2 separate regions of the Anser cygnoides genome follow, and region 1 is linked to region 2. A link is a contact called in public Hi-C data. All regions are on one chromosome and are shown on one strand. Each heading gives the region's core, a stretch centred on a gene start, on an enhancer-like site or on the middle of the called end of the contact. The rest is flanking DNA. Distances are from core to core; before and after follow the strand shown. Region 1 holds the start of ANAPC7 (anaphase promoting complex subunit 7). Region 2 holds the start of IFT81 (intraflagellar transport 81).

Region 1 (3,515 bases), core at 691-3,190, 140 kb before region 2:
ACACAGAATAAATAGTAAAAATAGTATTGAAATAGTAGAAAGGATAATATCCTGCTTTAATTCAGAGTCTGCAGCTCTATATTATAACTCATTGGATCCACTCCTGTCATCGTTTTCCTAAATTCCAATAGAAACCAATAGGGAAAACTGTATGTGCAAAATTGGACCCATAACATTTGTTATTTGTCAGTGGTTGAATACTTGCAAGTCACTATTTCATTTACTGCACTGAAACTGCTTTTGCATATTTTCTTATTTTGTACTTTCTTCTGCAGTGGTGGATCTGCTTCGTGAAGAGACAGTTCATGAACAAGAGTCTGTCAGGTCCTGGGCAGTGAAGAGGCAAAGCAGCAACAACATTAAGCATTTCCACAGGAACATGTGTAAAGGATTTTGCCTTTTTTTTTTTTTTTTTGGATATGTTTTGTACCAAGGAAGAATTAAGTGCTTATGAAGAAAAAAATAATCAATGAGAGGTAAAAAGAAGTTAAAGCAAAAAGAACATTGAGTACTGTAAGCAAATATTAAGCTGGTGCTTAATAAAAGATTTCTAATGTGCTGTTTCAGATGCAGGCTGCTTTATTATCAGTGGTTACAGCTAGCATTTAAAACAGGGCTTTTGTTTGAACAGGAGAAATGTGTGTGCCTGGGGGCGTATGTAATTGCTCTGCTGGCTAGAGTCTCAATATCACGTGTTAAAGTACAATGATTTTTACCTTTTTTCAATAAACTTAGCTTGTAATTAATGTGATACCTGCTTTATGTCTTATGGATAGCTTTCAAAGAAATAAAATTAAAATTTTGGTGAAAAGGCCATCATTATTGTTTAATGGTAAAGTAATCAGAAAGAAGTGAATCATTCTTATTGTAAACAAGATTAATGCAGAGGCTGTAGTCTCCAGCAGTGTCCCCGTTATTTAACATCTTCCTCTGCAGAGCAGTGCTCTGAAGATGTTTTAACGTCTTCAAAGAGTAATGTAGGCAGATTACATACACCTTAGTCCAAGGCTGCCTTTGTGATGGCAGATTTGGTCAAACATAATGAGCACATGGTAGCAGCAAAAATTGTTTTGATCACTCTGATGGCTTCCTGAAGATCTGCAAATGTGAGTTCATTTTATTTTCTAGACAGAAAATTGCAGTTGTGGCAAAACGTTGTGGCAATGCTTGTTTCATTGCCGCCGTACAGCACCACCATAACTTTGCGTTCCTTAACACTGGGCTGCTCGGCGCAGTCACTGAGAGCTGTGGTGGCCTCGAGCCGACAGCTCCTCCTGCTGTCAGTGGCAGTAATGCTTGTAGAGTAGCCACGTTTTACATTTTACACATTTTACTCCCTTTCACAGTAGGTAAGGGAGTGGAAAAAATTAAGTTGATGAAAGAAAAAACTCCCAACACAGGTTTTATCTTGTTGCTGTGTGAGGTTGACCGCTCTTGAGAGGCAGTTCCATGCCTCATAGTTAATGGTGGCTCAAGTTAAAGTGTTTTTTCTATGTCCCAGAATAAACCTGGGTTTTAAAGGGTCTTTCTTCTCAGCTGTCTATTTTTACAGGCAGAACCTCCGTCATCTCCAAGACCTGTCACACTTAGCTGCCACAGCCAATAGCTAATGAAGTTTTGGTAGAAAATTCGGTTTTGAGAGGAAAAACGGCTAGGTTTAAGAGCTCTGCAGATACAGAGTCTAAATCTTTTTACACAAAACACTGCTGAGCCGGAGAAGGTCTCCTCCAGCCCCCATGACACACTGCCAAGCCTGACATAATCCCCCTACTCCTACCACCCACCCGCCCTACAGCCGACTGAGGGAAGGCGCCGCTGCGCGGGCGGAGCTATCGGGGGGCCTTGGCCCCGCCCGCGGGCTGCCCTGCCGAGCGCCTGTCGGGCCGCGCGCCCGCCGTCAGGGCAGCGGCGGAGGCGGCGTCGCGTGAGGCCCCTGCGACGGCGCCATTTTGAAGCGGCTGTGGTGGCCCCGATCCGTTCCTCCTCTCTTTCCGGTCCCCTCCCGGCTCCCTCCCGGCTCCCTCCCGGCTCCGTTTCTCCTTGCCGTGCCCTCCCGCCGCCGTCATGAGCGTGGTGGAGCACGTCCGGGAGATGGCCTCCGCCGGGCTCCACTCGAACGTGCGGCTCCTCAGCGGGCTTCTCCTGACGATGAGCGGCAACAACCCGTGAGTGGCCCTCCCGCCGGCGGCTGAGGGGGAGGCCCGCGGGGAGCCTGCGGGCAGGGGCAGGAGGAGGAGGAGGAGGGCTCAGTGTTAGGGCTCTCCCTGCCTACAGTGGCCTCTGTGCGCCTGTATGTTATGGAGAGTTGTTTGAGCTACTAATTAACGCCAGAATCCCCTTCTGAAACCCTCACTGCTCAACATGGGAAGGTAGCACCTTTGTGAGGAGTTGTACCTGTTACCCAGGGGCCCTCCCAGTGCAGCAAGGGAGCAGCAACATTTGGAAATTGAAGGCAGACAAGCAAGCTTCACATGCTTTGGAATCTCTTTGGCTCTTTGCTGAACTTAGTCTGTTTGCATTTTTTCCTAGGGAACTGTTTTCACCATCTCAGAAATACCAACTTCTCGTATATCACGCGGATTCTCTTTTCCATGATAAGGAATATAGAAATGCTGTCAGTAAGTACACAATGGCCTTGCAGCAGAAAAAGGCTTTAAGTAAAACTTCAAAAGTAAGACCTTCTACTGGGAATGCTGCATCAACCCCCCAAAGCCAGGTATTTCAAAACTGACTAATGTGCTGCATAAAATGATCAGGCCCCCTCTGTTCAGTTAATGTTGCTGATTTAATGATGTAGTGTTAGATTGTGGATTTATCATGTCAAATAAGCCTCTTTTCTAATGGAAAGCTTAATTTGGTCTTGGAACGTGAGTTTTATATGTGCAATTCATGCTTTTTGAAGACATGAGAACCAGTCAGTTGCGTTTTTAACTTTCTTGCACTAGACTTTTCTAACGTATTTTAAACATTTTATGAGGCGACCTTATTTACGTTTCTTATGTGACTGTAAAGTGCTTAATGTTTGTGTTTTATTTCAGTGTTTACCGTCTGAAATTGAAGTGAAATATAAAATGGCTGAATGCTATACAATGCTGAAGCAAGATAAAGATGCCATTGCTATTCTGGATGGGATTCCTTCCAGACAGAGAACCCCAAAGGTTTGTTCTGGCAGATGTTTGTCACAAGTCCTTGGTCGGTGTATTTCTAATCCTTAGGCCAGTAAAGCAATGTAGTCTCTGAGTATAATAGAGCTTGAAATCTGTATCATCCATCCATCGTCCATTCTTTCTTGGATGTTGTTATGAGTAGTTTTCATAGGGCAAAGAGCGATTACTCTCAACAAATGTGTGTCACTTCTACCAGGAAAAAAAGTTTATATGATTGTAAGCTGTTCAATTACGGCAAGTTAGCGAGTGAGTGCGAGATATCTGAATAATTTGCTCTGGTTTTGAAGTGGGGCTCTAAAAGTGAGAGCCAAGTACAGGTTTAACGTAACGTACTTTACTTTGTGGATG
Region 2 (3,767 bases), core at 1,159-3,658:
TATAGCACATAGTATTTAATGAGCTTAAAACCTTTTAATTCAATGCTACCTATTAACATACAATCTCAGGGTTACTGGAAGAAAGGTGGCCAATACATATACTTTTCTTTATGAATTGTCGCCCACCCTTGATTCCAACATGCTTTTAACTGTTAGCATAAGTCACTTGAACATCTACTTCAACGGTAACTCCCTGATTCATTTATCCCTTCTCCTACTGGCACTTCAATTAATTAACGTAAAGAAAATGTTGGCATTCATGAAAAATACTACCTGTTTGTTGACATCAGCCACAGTGTCATCCTGCAGGAACTCCACTGGCACTTCCAATTTTACTAAGAAACGTGCCAGATAAGCTCTTTTCTTGAGTTCATTGGTTCTCTGAAGAAGCCAATGTAAGACAGGGTGAATTACAGGTTTGCTTCCCGTAACTAACCCTTGGCGAAATGCGCTCCTATACAAAAACAAGAAAAAGCAAACATCACCTACTACCAATAAAGCTCAAACTCAAGAACACTGGCTGGGAACAGTTAGCGATATTTTGACATCCCCTCTCCATTTGCCTAATGGTTTTCTTAATGATGTTAAAACAAAAAGCACTCACGATGCCAGTTTGCTGTTTATGATCCTAACTCTGCTACCCTGAGGCAAATAAAAACCCTGTATCACATAAAAAGCCTAAAGCTTGCACCAACGCCTCTTCCTATCCAGCGATATTCTTCAGGAATAAAGGCAATGCGGGAAGAGCGCAGGTTTTTGGGGCTACAACCTGAAGCAGGAGGGTGCAAGGCAGCCTCGGGCGGCTGGGCTGAAGGGGACGGGGCAGGACTGACCCTGCCAGGCAGGCGGCACCCTCTCCTGGCCGATTCCGCAATAGCAGCTGCCGCAGCAGGTCTCGGGCACGGCGGCCACCGCAGCAGGGCCCCAGAGGCTGCCCTACACCCGCAGGAGGCTTCTGCTGCCACCACCGGAGCCATATGCCATTGGGACAGTCGAGGAACAATCTCTGAAGCGCTACAGGTGCCCGTTTGGATAGTCAAGGTCAAAAATTTTAAAAACTACTGAAGTAAAGGTCATTGCACATAATATGTAACGCACATTTTGCTGCAATTTATAGACAAAAAGATACTTACAAGTCTGATATACTTCCTGGAGGTTTGTATTTAAGGATACCAAGGAGAGTCAACATTCTTTTAGCTGTTTGCTCTGGCAGCTCCTCTCTGATGTCAACAACATGCTACATAGTTGTAAATAAACAAATAAACACTAAGTATTTGTTCAAGTCATGTTAATTAACTGGTAACATTAAAAGAATTGACTTCATCTACTTATCATATGATACATCAATGAAGTGAGATGTTCCATACAGAACATTCATTTTTATCACCAAGCTCTGATTCTCTTTAACAGATTTTTCTCCTACATGTGTATTTAGGTAATTTTATTCTAGGCATATGTTCTCCCTGCTCACAGGACCGCTTCTATACAGACAAACCATCTGCTGCCACCAAGGAACTCTGGGATCCTACCAGACCAAGGCACATGTATCTGCACCCCAGGTCTGTGAATGATCCCTTCTAATCTCATACACATCTTTGGTAGCCTCGAGGCAGAGGCAGTTAACAACTCGATATCTATTGCAACTGAGAAATCACAAGGCTCAGTTCTTGGTCAGTCCCTGTCCTGTGCAAGTGAGCAAGACACAGCCTGACTTTTGACTTAAGAATGGAGTCATTGTCAGTGTGAAGCAATTTAAGATCTTGTGTCCTGATTCCCAAGATAAAATATAGTCATCAGACTCTAGGGGGCAAGGGTCCAGTATCCCTGGCCCAAGAACCGTTTGCTTGTTTGCCAAAAGCACGTTGATGTAGAGGCAAAAAGGATTCTTGCCAGGCACATTTATTTCCAGGAAGATTCATACAGGCTATTTTGGTAAACCAAACATGCCACAAGGAACAGGCCTAAATAAAAGCATTCTGCGCAGTTTTTGTGACGAGCCCGTCCGTGATGCTTGCAGTTCCCCAGGCCTGAGCAGCTCCGATTGCCCTCCTTACCTTCGGGTCAATCTCCCCCAGCACATCATTGAGCAGCTGCAAGAGCTGCATGGACTCCAAGGAGTCAAACGTGATCAGATTGTAGCTCTTCCTGAAGGGCTCCTGATTGAGCTTCTCAACAATGAACTGCATTTGGTCACTCATGGTGGCGGCCGGGGGAGCGAGCCTCGGCGGCACGGCCGGAGGTGATGTGAGGAGGCCTCGGCGGGACCGGGGGAGGGCTGCAGGGGCCAGGCACCACCTCGGCGAGGCCTTTTTCAGCCCCACGGCTCCGAAGGAAGGGCCGGGACCCTCGGAGACCCTCAGGGGGTAGCGCCCTGAGGCGCCGAGGCCTTCACCTCCCCTCAGCGCCTCCCGGTTACCATGGTAACGGTTGCCAGGCCGGGGCGATGGCGTCACTTCCGACGCTGCCGCGCGCGCGCTTCAGCCAACGCGCCGGGGCGGCTGCAGAGGGGCCGAGAGCGGGAGGGGGGCTGCGCATGCGCAGAGCGGCGCGGGGCGGTGGTGGAATGTATTCACCCTTTAACGCGTATAATTAGCATCCCCGTTTGTTAGGGGGATGCTGCGGCGTGTAGATGTATAAATACGTTGATGTAGTTACCCAGTTAGCGTTTCCGGTGGTCGTTGGCACGATAAAAAGATGGCAAATGGGGCTGGCGTGCGTGACTGGAAGGGTTGTCTCAGTTCTGTGGAGGAAAGCACAGGGGATCTGTGTGGAAAACGGGGTGCTTCGTGAGGGGGGAATGGCAAATTATGTCCTTGGGTTGTCAGTGTGCCTCAGCAGAGCAATAAGCACTTAGTCAGTGTGAGCAATACCACATCTGAATGAGGACAGGAGCTTCAAAAATACCAAACAATCAAAAATAAGACTCCGGAGCTTGTTCATGAAAGTGGTATCTCCAATTTGCACTTTTTTTAATTGCAGATCCTTCAAAAAACACGTTTAGACCTTAAATAGGTGGATTTTGGAGCCTCTGCGACTACAATTAGCTTTTTGGATTGTCTTAGAAGCCCACGTGAGTCCACAGATGATGGAGTAAAATATGCAGTGAGTCATATTAAATTGGTGCCAATTGAAATGCACAGGTTGTAAATCACTGCGGAATTTTATTCAGTAAATAGCAATCATAAATGTAACGCTTTGCAATTCTAAGTACTGCGTCTATCTTAGATTAGCTCCTTTCTTCCTTCTCAGTAATATAAAATGCTTCATAAAATCCTAATTTACTGATCTTCTCTGAGAGCCTGAAAAGTGACACTACATTGCTGTCCTAGCTTTTAACTGGATAAACTCAGTCACAGAGGGGATGGATGAGGAGCTTTTGATTGCGCATGAAAGCCAGGAACATAATCCGAGTCTCCTGACTCCTGGATTTGAACTTTAAAAACCAGATCATGTTTCCTTTGTGCTTTCAGTCTGTATACTGACCTTTAGGAATCGTATCTACCTACAAGTTCCCAGAAGAGATCTACTTTCCCTTGACATGCTTTCCTGGTATCAGTTACGCTTTTCTTCTGATGAGTATTTTGAGCATATAGAATACACAGAGGGAGCAAATGAAAAGGGTATTTCCCATGAAGGCACTGGGGACCAGTTCTGCTCCCTGTAGGCTGCATGGAAAGGTAATAGGAAGTGGTAGATCCATGGATCCCGGGCAGTAATGCTGGAGAAATGCCGTGTTTCTGCAAATACGGAAACACATCCTTACCTCA

The links. A called contact is a pair of places that touch in the nucleus more often than the background predicts.
Region 1: a contact with region 2 is called in a Hi-C map of liver, with 2.3 times the contacts expected there. The contact joins the promoter of ANAPC7 here to the promoter of IFT81 in region 2. A contact is called at or near these places in 4 of 7 Hi-C or Micro-C datasets (granulosa cells and liver).

Annotation. Positions count from the first base shown.
Region 1 is chr17:3,326,635-3,330,149 of Taihu_goose_T2T_genome, reverse strand. It overlaps ANAPC7 (anaphase promoting complex subunit 7), which reads left to right and starts at 1,940. Exons shown (of 11, transcript XM_013173346.3): 1 at 1,940-2,165; 2 at 2,530-2,716; 3 at 3,039-3,158. The coding sequence starts at 2,065. ARPC3 (actin related protein 2/3 complex subunit 3) reads left to right here. Exons shown (of 7, transcript XM_048073652.2): 7 at 276-751. The coding sequence ends at 338.
Region 2 is chr17:3,187,401-3,191,167 of Taihu_goose_T2T_genome, reverse strand. IFT81 (intraflagellar transport 81) reads right to left here and starts at 2,408. Exons shown (of 21, transcript XR_010825530.1): 1 at 2,055-2,408; 2 at 1,134-1,237; 3 at 274-454. It overlaps LOC106031147 (P2X purinoceptor 4), which reads left to right and starts at 2,513. Exons shown (of 16, transcript XR_010825536.1): 1 at 2,513-3,767.